2 separate regions of the Bos taurus genome follow, and region 1 is linked to region 2. Evidence: chromatin contacts called from public Hi-C data. All regions are on one chromosome and are shown on one strand. Each heading gives the region's core, a stretch centred on a gene start, on an enhancer-like site or on the middle of the called end of the contact. The rest is flanking DNA. Distances are from core to core; before and after follow the strand shown. Region 1 holds the start of LOC101903038 (a long non-coding RNA gene). Region 2 overlaps ANKFY1 (ankyrin repeat and FYVE domain containing 1).

Evidence for each region. A called contact is a pair of places that touch in the nucleus more often than the background predicts.
Region 1: a contact with region 2 is called in a Hi-C map of skeletal muscle, with 5 times the contacts expected there. The contact joins two enhancer-like sites. A contact is called at or near these places in 5 of 11 Hi-C or Micro-C datasets (blastocyst, liver, skeletal muscle and 1 more).

The regions. Positions count from the first base shown.
Region 1 is chr19:24,913,880-24,920,856 of ARS-UCD2.0, reverse strand. LOC101903038 (a long non-coding RNA gene) reads left to right here and starts at 6,637. Exons shown (of 3, transcript XR_238646.5): 1 at 6,637-6,951. Within about 2 kb of position 3,031, at least 6 of the 102 cell types and tissues checked have an H3K27ac peak or open chromatin away from gene starts, as enhancers often do. A contact at or near this core is called in skeletal muscle, where this site is marked.
Region 2 is chr19:24,762,077-24,769,386 of ARS-UCD2.0, reverse strand. All of the region lies in intron 3 of ANKFY1 (ankyrin repeat and FYVE domain containing 1), which reads left to right. Among named protein-coding and RNA genes, the nearest start is that of ANKFY1, 26 kb to the left of the region's middle. Within about 2 kb of position 2,601, at least 15 of the 102 cell types and tissues checked have an H3K27ac peak or open chromatin away from gene starts, as enhancers often do. A contact at or near this core is called in skeletal muscle, where this site is marked.

The DNA.
Region 1 (6,977 bases), core at 1,782-4,281, 150 kb before region 2:
GCAGTAAAAGTGCAGAGTCGTAACCACTACACCTCCAGTGAATTCCCTCTGTGTCTTTTTATTGTTATATTTTAAGAGTCCTTTATAATTTCTAGATACAACTCCCTTATCAGCTACATGATTTGCATAACTTTTTTTTCCATTCTCCCATGGGTTGTCATGTTCTTGATATTTGCTTTATATGTCTTAAGGTGACCTGTTTCATCTTAGTAGGTTACTCCTAGAATTATGATGTAGACATTCTTATTTTTCCCCATAAATATCTAACTTTTCATTTTTTATTGGGCCATAGCCGATTAACAATGTTGTGACAGTTTCAGGTGAACAGCGAAGGGACTCAGCCCTACATATACACGTATCTGTTCTCCCCCTTCATAAATATTTTTTGTCTTAAATAATTGTTTGATATTTGCAGAGATACACCAGCTTTCTTTTGGTTAGTATTTTCTATTTACTTTCAACCTTCATATCCTTGCTTTAGATGTTTCTCTTTGTAAACAGCATGAATCTGGGCTCTTTTTATAATCCAATCTGACAGCCAATCTGGCTGAGTTGGTGCATTTACAATTATCGTGACTCAGGCTAATCAGAGGTATCTGCAATCTGCCATGGACTGGACGGGAGGAGGGAAAAGGAACAGCCATTTATCAAATGTTAGTTCTGTGCCAGCCCTGAGCCATGTGTGCCCCACAGGTGGCCTTGCACAATGCTCACGCTGTGTTGGCATAAACATCATTACTATTTTTTTGGAAATTTTTTTTTTTCTTAATGGCCAAGCCATGTGGCTGGCAGGATCTTAGTTCCCCAGCTGGAGACTGAACCTATGTTCTCAGCAATGAGAGCTTAAGTCCTAACCACTGGACTGCCAGGGAAGTCCCAGAAGTTTTTTGGGTTTTTTTGAAAGTTTTTTTTTCAATTGAAGTACAGTTAACTTGTTTTTTTAAGTATACAACAACACTTTTTCAGTTATACATAAATATATGTATATATATGCGTGTGTGCAAGCTAAGTCGCTTCAGTTGTGTCCGACTCATTGTGACCCTCTGGACTGTAGCCCACCAGGCTCCTCTGTCCATGGGATTCTCTAGGCAAGAATACTTGAGTGGGTTGCCATGCCCTCCTCCAGGGGATCTTCCCCACCCAGGGATCGAACCCACATCTCTTACATCTCCAGCATTGGCAGGAGGGTTCTTTACCACTAGCACCACCTGGGAAGACTATGTATATATGTATCCTTTTTCAGATTCTTTTCCATGGTAGTTCAGACAGTAAAGAATCCACCTGCAATGCAGGAGACCCAGGTTCAATCCCTGGGTAGGGAAGATCCCCTGCAGAAGGGAATGGTTACCCACTCCAGTATTCTTGCCTGGAGAATTCCATGGACAGAGGAGCCTGCTGGACTACAGTCCATGGGGTCACACAGAGTCGGACACGACTGAGCAACTAACACTTTCCATCATAGGTTATTACAAGATATTGAGTATAGTTCCCTGTGCCATACAGTAGGTCTTTGCCGTTTATCTATTTTGTATATAGTAGAGTGTACATGTTAACCCCAAACTCCTAATTTACCTCCCCTCTCCGTTACTCCTATTTTATAGAGAAAGGGATCAAGGCTCTGCATGGTTAAGTACCCCAAAGCCACACAGCTGGTAGGCAGCAGAGTCGGGGTCCTGGCTGGACTCTGGACACCATCCCTACGACTTGCAGGGCATCCAGGAACCATCCCAGAGCGAGCAGGATCCAGCTGCACCTTGAAGGTCCGATTGTGATAGACAAGGAAAGGTTTCCAGGCGAAGGGTAAAAACACAGCTGTTGGGTACTGAGGTGCGTCATGGGCTGGAGGGTGGGGCCCCTGCTCCACTTAACCCAGCTCACCCACAGGTGTAGAAATGTCTGTTCTCCACATTCACCCCCCTCCCACTCCTTGCCCTTGCCCACCAGCACTTCTGCCCACGATGGGCACAGCAGGTCATGCTAATAGCTTACATGGGAATGTGGGAAATAAGGTCATTCTGTTCCCGTTCCAGTCTTGTTCTGGGGAAATGTTTAGCAACCCACTGAGTGGGGAGGGGGACTTGGAGCATCTGCCAGTTGCCACAGGGTAAATACTCCCATCTCAGCTAAAACCTCACGAAAATTGCAACATCACTAAATACACAGCTCTTGTGAGCCCCGAAGAGCCAACTCCAGGCCATCACCCTACCTACTCCCTCCTGGAAAAGTCTGCCTAAAGGTGGATGAGAACTGCTCCTGAACGCTGTGCCTTCTCAATGCGGTGCAGACCCTTCATGCCCCACCTCTTCTTTCTTCAGCTGGGCTTGGCAATCTTTGCCTTTCAGGGAGTGGTACAGAGATAGAGCTGAAAGGGCGCCTGCCCAGGGAGCTGCTGGAGACAACAGATGCACCTGTGAGTGTTTATGTGTACCGTTAGTGCCTGCACAATTCTGCACGTGCCCACATGGGACTATGCATATTCACATGTGTCTGTATGTGGGTGAACATGCCTGTGTAACTGGGGGCTATTCCAGAAGTTGAACCAGAACAGGAACCGTTAAGTGGTGCTTTTTAAATGTGATGCTTTAAAAAAGTACCCGTGTGCTGATAATGACCACAGTTGTGTCCTAAGCTATTAACTGCACATGGCTTCTGTCTGCCTCAGCAATTCTGAACCCCTGTCCCCATGGGCACAGGGACACAGCCCAAGACAAACATGGAAACCAGCTCCTGGGGCTTCTAGGAGACGACAGTTCATGGCATACAGCCGAATCCTCAGGTGAGTGGGAATCATGGTCAAGGAGGACAGTGAGCAGGGAGAAGTGGGCATGGGGGATGCAGACTGTCAGCAGGACGCAGGTAAGGAGGGGGTGGAGTACAAGGGACAGGGCCAGTGCTTCAGGCAGCGGGTGCTCCAGACCAGTGGAAGCGCCTTCACTCATCTGCCTGCAGGCATCCCTGGCACCACTGCAGAGGCTTGTGGGGGCAGGGGATGGACACGTGTCTAAATCAACCCAAGGGACCAGTGTCAGCCAACTACCAGCTGACTCCATCACTCAACATGAATGGCATTTCCTTGGCTCCACACTTTGCACACTTTGCTGGTGGGCAGAGCCCCAGGAAGAGGCTTGATTCTAGCTGGCCAGGGAGAGACTGAGTTCCCAGAAAGGCAACCGGGACTGCTGCACCACCTGAGGTCCTCAAATGCAGCCCAGCTTCTCCACCCACACTGCCCCCAGGACTCCTCTCCCCTCTCCTATCTTCCCTCCTCCCCTCTCCCCCAATCTTCCTGCCCAGCTCACTACACCCATCCATCGCTGGGCTGGTCAGAGTTTTCCTAGAGGATTATTTGCAACGTATGTGCATGTGTGAGTGTGCGTGTGTATCCGCAGGGCATACACAACCCCATGTGTGCCTAGGCCTTGAATCTTCTCCCTTGGGGTTTACTTTGCCAGAATTCCATATATCATCTACAATGGATGTTAACAGGGCAATCACTCAGGGATGTCCCTGGTGGCCCAGAGGTTAAGACTGAGATCCCAATGTAGGGGGTGAGGGTTCCATCCCTGGTCGGGGTATAAGATCCCACAAGCCATGTAATGTAGCCAAAAATGAAAATAACAATAATAGAATAAAATGGCAGTCACTCACATCTGAAGTCCCTCAGAAGTCACCAAATTCAACCCTACCAATGCTTCTTAGAGAGTCATTATTGGTATATGAATAGAGATAATTCTCACTTTGATGGGACTAAGTGCCGCCTGCATCTTTTGTTTGTATGTTTATTATGCATTGTTTTACATCAATTTTTATTTTTATTTCTTTTTTGGCCATGCCTCTGGGCATGCAGGATCTTAGTTACCCAATCAGTGATCAAACCTGTGCTCCCTGCAGTGGAAACTTGGAGTCTTAACCACTGGACCTCCAGGGAAGTCCCATGCTGCATCATTTGATGGACCTAGGTACCCCATTCCCTTGGACATGGTGATGTGCTGAGGAGCCCAGTTGTCCAGGTACAGAGTGGGCTACTATGTAGAGATCTGCAGAAATTGCTCTAAGGCTTCCCAATGTGGCTGTCCCAAGGGCCACTCCCCAGCACACAGCACTGGCCGGCTGACCGGTTGTCCCACGTCCTCCAGGGCACCTTTTATAGGTGAGACCCGAGGACTGGGGCCTGCCTGGGCCTGAGGATGATCTCACACTGCCTGGATCCCTTGGTCATTAGCATTCCTGGAAAAAATACTTGAGTAGATGTTATTGAGATGAAGGCCTTCTCTGGAAGTTAGATCTGTGCACATAACTATCTTCCATCTGGGAAACAGGCTAAGGTCACTTACCCAGACTTTTAAAATCAGCTTATGACGATGATTCTCTAACAGTTTTTGTCATACTGGATGTTTTACCCAGAGGGAATCTTTCCACTGGATTTTTTTCAAAGTATCTCCCTTTGCAGCAGATTTGAAATAAATTTTTAACTTGGGAGTGAAGTGCTTAAGTGTTCAGTCGCTTCAGTTGTGTCCAACTCTTCTCGATCCCATGGACTGTAGCCCACCAGCCTCCTCTGTCCATAGGATTCTCCAGGCAAGAACACTGGAGTTGGTTGCCATGCCCTTCTCCAGGGGATCTTCCCTACCCGGGGGATCGAACTCGCATCTCCTGTGTCTCTTGCATTACGGGTGAATTCTTTACCCACTGAGCCACCTGGGAAGCCCCTTTTAACTTGGGGGTGGGGGGCGGCGCATCAAATCAGTGTACCTTCTCCTGCCCTCTCAACATGACTTAACATGTAGCTTAACATGACTACACTTTGAACACAGCTGCTTAGAGAAGAAAATTAAGAAAAAAAGTAATCAAAACAGAAATTGAGGGAAAGATTGTCTATATCCACAATCACCTGTCTTCCTTCCTTCCATCCTTCCTTCTTCTGTCTCTTTTCTTCTTCCTTTCTCTGTTTCTTTTCTTTCTCCCTCTGTAAGCAGATAGGTTAGGGGGTCCCTGGAGAAAGAGAACCAGGAATGACTTTCCTGACACTGTTGTTATTTAGTTGCTAAGACGTGTCCAACTCTTTGTGACGCCGTAGACCGTAGCCTGCCAGCCTCCAGTGTCCCTGGAATTCTCCAGGCAAGAATACTGGAGTGGGTAGCCATTCCTTCTCCAGAGGATCTTCCCAACCCAGGGATTGAACCTGGGTCTCCTGCATTGTAGGTGGATTCTTTACCATCTGAGCCACCAAGGAAGCCAGAAACAAGGCAGGCTGCACTTGTTTATGCCCCATAATACATCCTTGGGGCAGGGTCCTGGTTCCTCAGGGGATATACGTAGTAATATATTTTTGAGTTCTTCAGGAACCAAGGCCCCCATCCAGGTGGAAGATAGAATGATGACATTGACCCTCCTGAATTCAATCACCTTCAGCGTGGACTCTGTCACCCTTGGCCCCAATTCTGTGCTGAATGCTCCTCTGCTCAAGCCCCCTCATGAATATGCATGTACCTTTAGGTTAATGGCATCACCGTCATGAGTTTGAGTAAGCTCCGGAAGTTGACGATGGACAGGGAAGCCTGGCGTGCTGCAGTCCATGGGGTCGCAAAGAGTCAGACACGACTGAGCGACTGAACTGACCTTAGGTTAAAACGTCCCCAATTTTGCTGTTGGGGAGACACTGCCTTGGAGGAAATGCCCCTCGTTTTCCTTTCTTGCTGTTGTAATAAATCCTTCCTTCTGATCCTTTTGCTTGGTTGTGACACCCACCAGTGTTCTTTCCTGGAGAATCCCAGGGACAGGGGAGCCTGGTGGGCTGCCATCTATGGGGTCACACAGAGTCGGACACGACTTAAGTGACTTAGCAGCAACAGACACCCACCAAGGGATGAACTCAGTTTTCAGGGAACACCTTCCCTTCCATTCCCTTCCCTTTCCTTCCCTTCCTTTCCTCCTTTCTAGCTTTTGGGAAAGCTTCAGGAAGGTTCCTGGTGCTCTTTAAGCCCCTAGGGAGCCTAAAGCTCACCCCTCATTTCTAACCCCACCCCAACCCTAAGCCCTTCCCCAACCAGCAGCACAGGGCTCATTAAAAAAAAAAAAAAAAAAACTATTCAAAACTCAAGTATCTAGCAGCCTCTCTGGTAACTGCAAGTGAGAACCTGAGTAAGATCTGTAAAGATCATGTGAGTCAAGGGGGAAATAAGGTCTAATTTACGGAAGTCTCGTTTTGACCAGATTTTCCCCAACCTCTGTCCACCCACCTAACCCCCCACCCACCCCGCGCGGGGTTTCCAACCCTCCCAGCCAGCCTTTCCTGACCCACCGTCCGTGACCCACCTTTCAGGCCAGGCTCCCAGTCCCCTCCCATGGAAATATGACCTGTCACCTCAGCCGCTGGCTCAGACCACACACCGGGACACAGCCCAGCAGGAAAAGTCCAGAAGTGATCATCCCCACAGGCTCACGCCCCCTGGAGCATCGCGGGACTCTGAGCACCGCCCAGATCCGCATCCGGAGCCTGGGCGGCGAGGGGGCGCGGGGGGTCCCGGTCTCTAACCCCCAGGTTCCAGGAAGTCTGCCGAGAGGCTGCACGCCCCCTCCTCCCACTTCCCGTCCTCCCCTCTCTCCCCGCCTTTCCCTCCGCCCCATTCCCGGATTGAATTCCGGAAGAGTCCCCGAGCCTGCCGTGGGGTCCTGCAGGCGGTCCCTCTCCCGTCTGCTTTCTCTATTATTCTGATCGACTCTCGGGGACACCGTTTGTCAACTGTCGAGAGCTATGCATATGACCGGGGTTGGTATTGTTATTACTAAGAGGCGCTCGGTTTCGAAATCGCTTTGAATTTTCTGGCACCAAATCTTGGCGGTTCCCGTGCCTGGAAGCCTCGGCCGCGTGGGTGTTTTTTCGTCCCTGTGACTTGCGGAGTGGAAACCCACTCCTGCTTTCCTGCTCGGGAAGACGGTGGTTTGAGACGGGTGAGCAGAGAACTTGAACTTGGAGT
Region 2 (7,310 bases), core at 1,352-3,851:
GCCTAACTGCTGTTACAAAAGAGCAAATTTAAAGTTTAATTCTGCTGTTAATAATCAAGAGAATTACAAGTCTCCTGTAAATGTGTTATGCTGCTGCTGCTGCTAAGTCACTTCAGTCATGTCCGACTCTGTGTGACCCCATAGGCGGCAGCCCACCAGGCTCCCCCGTCCCTGGGATTCTCCAGGCAAGAACACTGGAGTGGGTTGCCATTTCCTTCTCCGATGCATGAAAGTGAAAAGTGAAAGTGAAGTCGCTCATTCATGTCTGACTCTTCGAGACCCCATGGACTGCAGCCTACCAGGCTCCTCTGTCTATGGGATTTTCCAGGCAAGAGTACTGGAGTGGGGTGCCATTGCCTTCTCTGAAATGTGTTATACTTTCATATTTTTAAAAAAATCAAAAGACTGATACCATATGGTAAGGAGCATACCCACGCATTAAGATATGAGTTACTTGCAGAAGTGATTGGCTGTATGAAAAGTCTGCTGAATTACGTCTTTGTTCAAAAAATTCGTCGCCGTGGTTTGATCCCTGCTGTAAGGTTTGCTTTGAGAAATGAGCAGCTGCAGAGTCAGAATTTTTGGTGGCTTTGGTAAATCAGGCACCTACTAAGATGTCTGTGGTAGAACTTATGGCATCTTTACTTTCCTTTATAAAGTCTATCTTTGAAGGGTTCCAAGGCTTCCCTGATAGCTCAGTTGGTAAAGAATACACCTGCAGTGCAGGAGACCCTGGTTTGATTCCCAGGTCAGGAAGATCCCCTGGAGAAGGGATAGGCTACCCACTCCAGTATTCTTGGGCTTCCCTTGTGGCTCAGCTGGTAAAGAATCAGCCTGCAATGCAGGAGATTTGGGTTTGATCCCTGAGTTGGAAAGATCCCCTGGAGAAGGGAAAGGCTACCCACTCCAGTGTTCTGGCCTGGAGAATTCCATGGACTGTATAACCTATGGGGTCACAAAGAGCTGGGCATGGCTGAGTGCCTTCCACTTCACTTGAAGGGCTCCAAGGAGATGGTGGCGCCTGTGGACCTGTTCAGGTTTGTGTGTCTTGCCCAGAGTCCTGCTGAGTTGCCTGGATGGGCATAGGTGTGATTGCCTAAATTTGGGCTCACAGCAGCTGAAACTACCAAAAAAGCCTGTGTGTTACACGACACCTGGAAGCACTGCTGCCCATGGCTGCCCGCAGCTGAGGGAGGTTGGAAACAGGCTCTTGTAAACAAGTGTATAAATAGGGTAAAAGCTGTGTTTTAAATGTTGAACCTTCTCCCCACTTGTGGGGAAATCATCTTATGGATCTACTGGTGTTCTGTTTCTTCAAAATTATTCCATTAATATCACAAATGCTCAGTGGCAGGCACTTTGCAAGGTACTAGGGATATAGCAGTGAATAAAGTTAAATTCCTGTTTGTATGGTACTTACATTCTTAGATTGACATCCTAAGACTCACATTTTCGTTTGAAATTCTTTTGTAATTGGTATTTCTTAAAATTCAAAATAAGCACAACTTAATTTTTTAAATTGATTAATTTGTTTACCTTATTGTACCAGGTCTTAGTTACGGCCTACAGGATCTATAGTTGTATGTAGCATGTGGGATCTGGTTCCCTGACCGGGATCCAAACCATGCCCCTTGCATTGGGAGCACAGAGTCTTAGCCACTGGACTACCAAGGAAGTCCCAGCACAACTTTAATTCTGTTAATTGTTTTAAGAATTTTAGCCCATGTTGAGAAATATAAAATAGGCATTATATACCAAGTATTTAAAAGGTATTTGGAAAATAAATAAATAAATAAAAGGTATTTGGACACAATGAAAATTTTCTTAAATCATACCTTGTTCAAAAAAGTAAAATGTGTGCTTGATCTGACCCAGTAACAAAGTCACAGTCACTTCTGTAAGATTCTTGCCAGAAATGCATGACCTCAATCTAATTGTGAGAAACCATCAGGTTAACCCAAGTTGAGGAACATTCCACAGAATTACTGGCAAGGTCATGAAAGATAAGACTTAGAAATTGTTTCATTTTGGAGGAGATTTAGGAGATATGATAATAAATAATAAAATTCAAGGTGGAACCCTCAATTGGATTCTGGACCATAAAAGGACATTATTGGGATAATTGGCAAAGTTTGTAAAGGTCTGTAATTGGTTAATAGTATTGTATCAGTCCTAACCACTTGGTTGTAATCATTGTGCCCTGGTTATGCAAGGTGCTGATATTAGGGGAGGTTATTAGTGGAAGGTACATGGGAACTCTACACCTGTTCTGTAAGTCTCACATTGTTTCAAAATGTAAAGCTTTAAAATGTATGAATTAGCTTTGTATTTCTTGATTATTTTATATATAAAGATACATTTATAAAATTATTGACTGATCAGCTGGGAAGAGAAAGGATATAAACGTTAGCTCGACATGGTACAGCAAATCTTGATGCATGATATTTACTTCTTTGGGAAGTAAAGCAGTCTGCTTCAGGCTCGGTGGTTTGTTTATAGCCTCTCTCTGTCACTTCAGCAGTAGCAGCTGACACTGAGCAGTTCCAGTGCCATAGAATAGCTGCTGTGAAGCTAAAGTTTCTTGCATGCCTCCTCCAGCAGAGATCTTATGGTTCCCTGGCATGAGTGTTTATGGTGAGTCATTCAGCTTTCCTGGAATGTGTTCTGGGTCCTGTCAAGCCGTTCCGAAACCAGAAAGCATCATCCTTCCTTTTCAGTCCAGTCAGGAAAACTGCACACTGAACACGGACCTGGGAGGTCGCCCTGTGTTGTGAAAGGAGCGTAGGGTCCCAGACTCTGTGCTCAGGCACACCCAGGTGCTCAAGCAAACTCACAGGACAGTGGTAGTTCACGTTTTCAAGAGAAATTCAGCAATATCTGTTAGATCGTGTGAGAACTCCTGGTTCTAGCTTGTTTGGTTTCAGTATTTTGTTGATATCCATGGTAGTTTAAGATGTGTCCATGAATTATCTGATATTCCTCCCTTCCCGGGTGGATCCTGATTCCCCTCCTCTTAGGTACAGGCCGACTGAGCTTGTAAATAATAACGTGTTACTTCAGAGACTTCTTCCTTGCCCTGCCTTGTGGATTGCGCACTTTGGGACAGGTTAGCTGATGTGTCATGAGGACACTCAGATGGCCTTGTGGCCTCCTGCTAACAGCTGAGATCTGCCCCCGACCCTGAGATTATCTTAGAGCTTCAAGTGATCTGTTTTATCTGTGGTCATGTCCCCTTACTCCATCCTAACATGGCTTTTGTGTTTTTCCCTCTAATCTCTGGTTATGCTAAGATCCTGCTTTCTGTTCGAGTATACCAGAACTGGAATTGCTGGGTCACATAGAATTTCTATTTTTGAGAAGCTGTTTTCCATAGGGTCTGCACCATTTTGCATGTTCCCCAGCAGTGCACTAGGGTTCCAGTTTCACCACATACTCACTCGTACTGGTTGTTTACTGTGGTTTGGTTTGTTTTGCTAGAGGTTTGAGGTGCTCTAATGTTGAATCTATAAAGATTTAGGTCTGTCACCATATTCAGAAAGCTGTTGACCATCATTTCTTAAATCCTTCTCTTCGTTGGTCTCTTCTTTCCTTCCGAGACCCCAGCCACACACATACTGGACCCTTTGTTCCGATCCAGCAGGTCTGTTTGGGTGTGTCTGAGGCTTTTTTGTTTCTGTTTTTCCTCCTGACCTTTTTTTTTTTTTTTTTTTTGGTCTCTTCTTCAGATAGGATAAATTCTATTAATCTATCTTCAAGTTTATTGACTTTTTGCACTTGAGCCTGCTCTTGAGCCCACTGAGTAAGTTTTTATTCCATATATTGTATTTTTCATTTCTATAATTTGTGTTTGTTCTTTGTTACAGTTTATATGCTGAGCATTTTTGTCTTTTAATTTCAGGTGTGTTTTCCTTTACCTTCTGGAGCATAGTTATATTCAATGTTTTCGGTTCTTTGATAAGTTCAATATCTGGGTCATCTTGAAGTTAGCATAGTTTGGTTGTCCTTTCCCTTGAAAAATGGTCATATTTTCCAGATTTTTTCCGTAACAGATGATTTTAGATTGTGTCCTGGACATTGCCATTATGCTGAGTCGACTCTGGTCCTGTGTGCCATTCTCTGGAAAATGCTGAATCCCTTTAGGTGCAAATCACAGGTTCTGTTTCACCTTCTGTGGATAGTGGTTCAAATATCACTTAAGTTTTTTGTTTTTTTTTTATGGCAGTTTTATTTATTTTTGGCTGTCCTGGGTCTTCGTTGCTGTGTGGGCTTTTCTCTAGCTGTGGTGAAAGGGGGCCAGTCTCTAGTCTTCTAGTCTCTAGAAGCCACTTCTTGTTGCAGAGCTCGGGCTCTAGGGCACACGGCCTCAGCAGTTTCAGCACATGGGCTCAGGAGTTGTGGCTCCCAGGCTCCAGAGCACAGGCTCAATAGTTGTGACACACAGGCTCAGTTGCTCCATGGTATGTGGGACCTTCTGGGACCAGGGATCGAACCTGTGTCTCCTGCATTGGCAGGCAGATTCTTTACCACTGAGCCACCAGGGAAGCCCCCTCACTTCGATTTTTAAAGCTGGGCTAGGACTGTTCCATCCATCAACGGTTCAGAGGCAAGGCTGAGGCCTGTGTGGCTTCGTACACAGAATTAGAAAATGTCCTTCTCTCTTTTCTCTGGAATTCTCCCCTTACCCTTCACTGCTCTTTAGGCCTCATCTTCTGGTTCATCTGGCCAGAAAGATGGTGTTCTTATTGGAATTTTAGGCATCCTTATGGTCAGGACAGCAGTGTTCCTCCTGGACAGATCTGCCCTCAGGGCAAAGCCATAAAGAGGAAAAAAATACTCAAGAATCTGATACAGTGCGATTGCTTCTTCAAGGGGTGCCTCCCAGAGCAATTCAGGTGCTTTTGTTGACTCGGAATCCTCTAGTAGTTGCTTTTGGCCCTCTGTTGACAGTTTTTAGTTGTAATCAGTTAAAATAGTTTGGGTTGTCACACTCCCATAACAGAACTAGACCCTCTGTTGTTTTTTGACACTGGGATTATTTAGAAGTACGATATGGGGTTTATTTTTATTTCTAAGAAGTTATATTTAAGGGTACATCCTTAAACCAACCAAAGAGGATGTTTTCACTGATGAAAGACGCAATCTGTGGGGATGGTCTAGTGGTTAGGCCTTGGTGCTTTCGCTGCTGGGCCCCTAGTTGGCGAACAAAGACCCCACAAGTCCTGAAGCACAGAACAACAACAAAAAGTATAGTCTCTAATGATTTTGAAATTTTACAAGTGAAAAACTTATGTAAGGTAGATAAAAAATAGTTGGAAACTAGAGGACAAACCAGAGTCATAGTAGGAGATTCAGAACACCTTTCTCAGGTTTGCTTTGTTTTACTATATTTATTTGCTGTGTTGGCTCTTAGTTGTATGATGAAAAACATGGCAATGGGCTTAGTTGCTCCTTGGCATATGGGGTCTTTGTTCCCCAACCAGGGATCGAACCTGTGTCCCCTACTTTGGCATGCGGATTCCTATCCAGTGTGCCACCAGAGAAGTCCTCTTTCTGAGTTTTCACAGATTGCGGATTTAAGTAACAAAGTTAATTTTCTCAGTATGCTTCATTTAATGGTTGGTTAATTGTAAAAGGATGAGTTTATTCCCATTCTTTCCAAATGTTTTGCAAAACCATTTATTTAAAGTCAGTCAAACACACAAACAAAAAAACTAGGTCACATAGAAAATTCTAAGTTATCCAAAGCATGACTGCACGCATCTTGGACCACAGTGAAGTTGAAAGGTTGGGTGTGACTTTTCATCCTCACAGTCATGGATTTTTACCAGCTTGTGTCCTGGGCCTGGTGAAGGGGTGATGGCTTCTAGCAGCAGATACCACAGGCAGGATGAATGCCAGCTGGTTTCACTTCTCAGAGTCTACTCCTTTTAAAAGTAGTTTCTGGTTTATTGGGTCATCTGACTTTTATGGCCACTTGCTTAATAGATTGGGGGCAGGTAGACTGCCATCATTTGCCAGAAGATACACAGAAGCACAGATGGGCACAATAAAGGACAGGAAAGGTATGGACCTAACAGAAGCAGAAGATATTAAGAAGAGTTGGCAAGAATACACAGAAGAACTATACAACAGATATCCTCATGACCCAGATAACCACGATGGTGTGATCACTCACCTAGAGCCAGACATCCTGGAATGCAAAGTCAAGTGGGCCTGAGGAAGCATCACTACGAACAAAGCTAGTGGAGGTGATGTAATTCCAGTTGAGCTATTTCAAATCCTAAAAGATAATGCTGTGAAAGTGCTGCACTCAATATGCCAGCAAATTTGGAAAACTCAGCAGTGGCCACAAGACTGGAAAAAAGGTCAGTTTTCATTCCAATCCCAAAGAAAGGCAACACCAAAGAATGTTCAAACTACTGCACAATTGCACTCTTCTTACACACTAGCAAAGTAATGCTCAAAATTCTCCAAGCCAGGCTTCAACAGTACGTGAACCGTGAACTTTCAGATGTTCAAGCTGGATTTAGAAGAGGCAGAGGAACCAGAAATCAAATTGCCAACATCCATTGGATCATGGAAAAAGCAAGAGAGTTCCAGAAAAACATTTACTTCTGCTTTATTGACTATGCTAAAGCCTTTGACTGTGTGGATCACAACAAACTGTGGAAAATTCTTCAAGAGATGGGAGCACCAGACCACCTGACCTGCCTCCTGAGAAATCTGTATGCAGGTCAGGAAGCAACAGTTAGAACTGGACATGGAACAACAGACTGGTTCCAATCGGGAAAGGGGTACGTCAAGGCTGCATATTGTCACCCTGCTTATTTAACTTATATGCAGAATACATCATACAAAATGCTGGGCTGGATGAAGCACAAGCTGAAATCAAGATTGCTGGGAGGAGTATCAGTCACCTCAGATATGCAGATGACACCACCCTTATGGCAGAAAGTGAAGAAAAACTAAAGAGCCTCTTGATGAAATTGAAAGAGGAGAGTGAAAAAGTTGGCTTAAAACTCAACATTCAGAAAACTAGGATCATGGCATCCAGTCCCATCATTTCATGGCAAAGAGATGTGGAAACAATGAAAACAGGGACAGGCTTTATTTTGGGGGCTCCAAAATCAATGCAGTTGATGACTGCAGCCATGAAATTAAAATACGGTTGCTCCCTGGAAGGAAAGCTATGATCAACCTAGACAGCATATTAAAAATCAGAGACATTACTTTGCCAACAAAGGTCCATCTAGTCAAGGCTATGGTTTTTCCAATAGTCATGTATGGCTGTGAGAGTTGAACTATGAAGA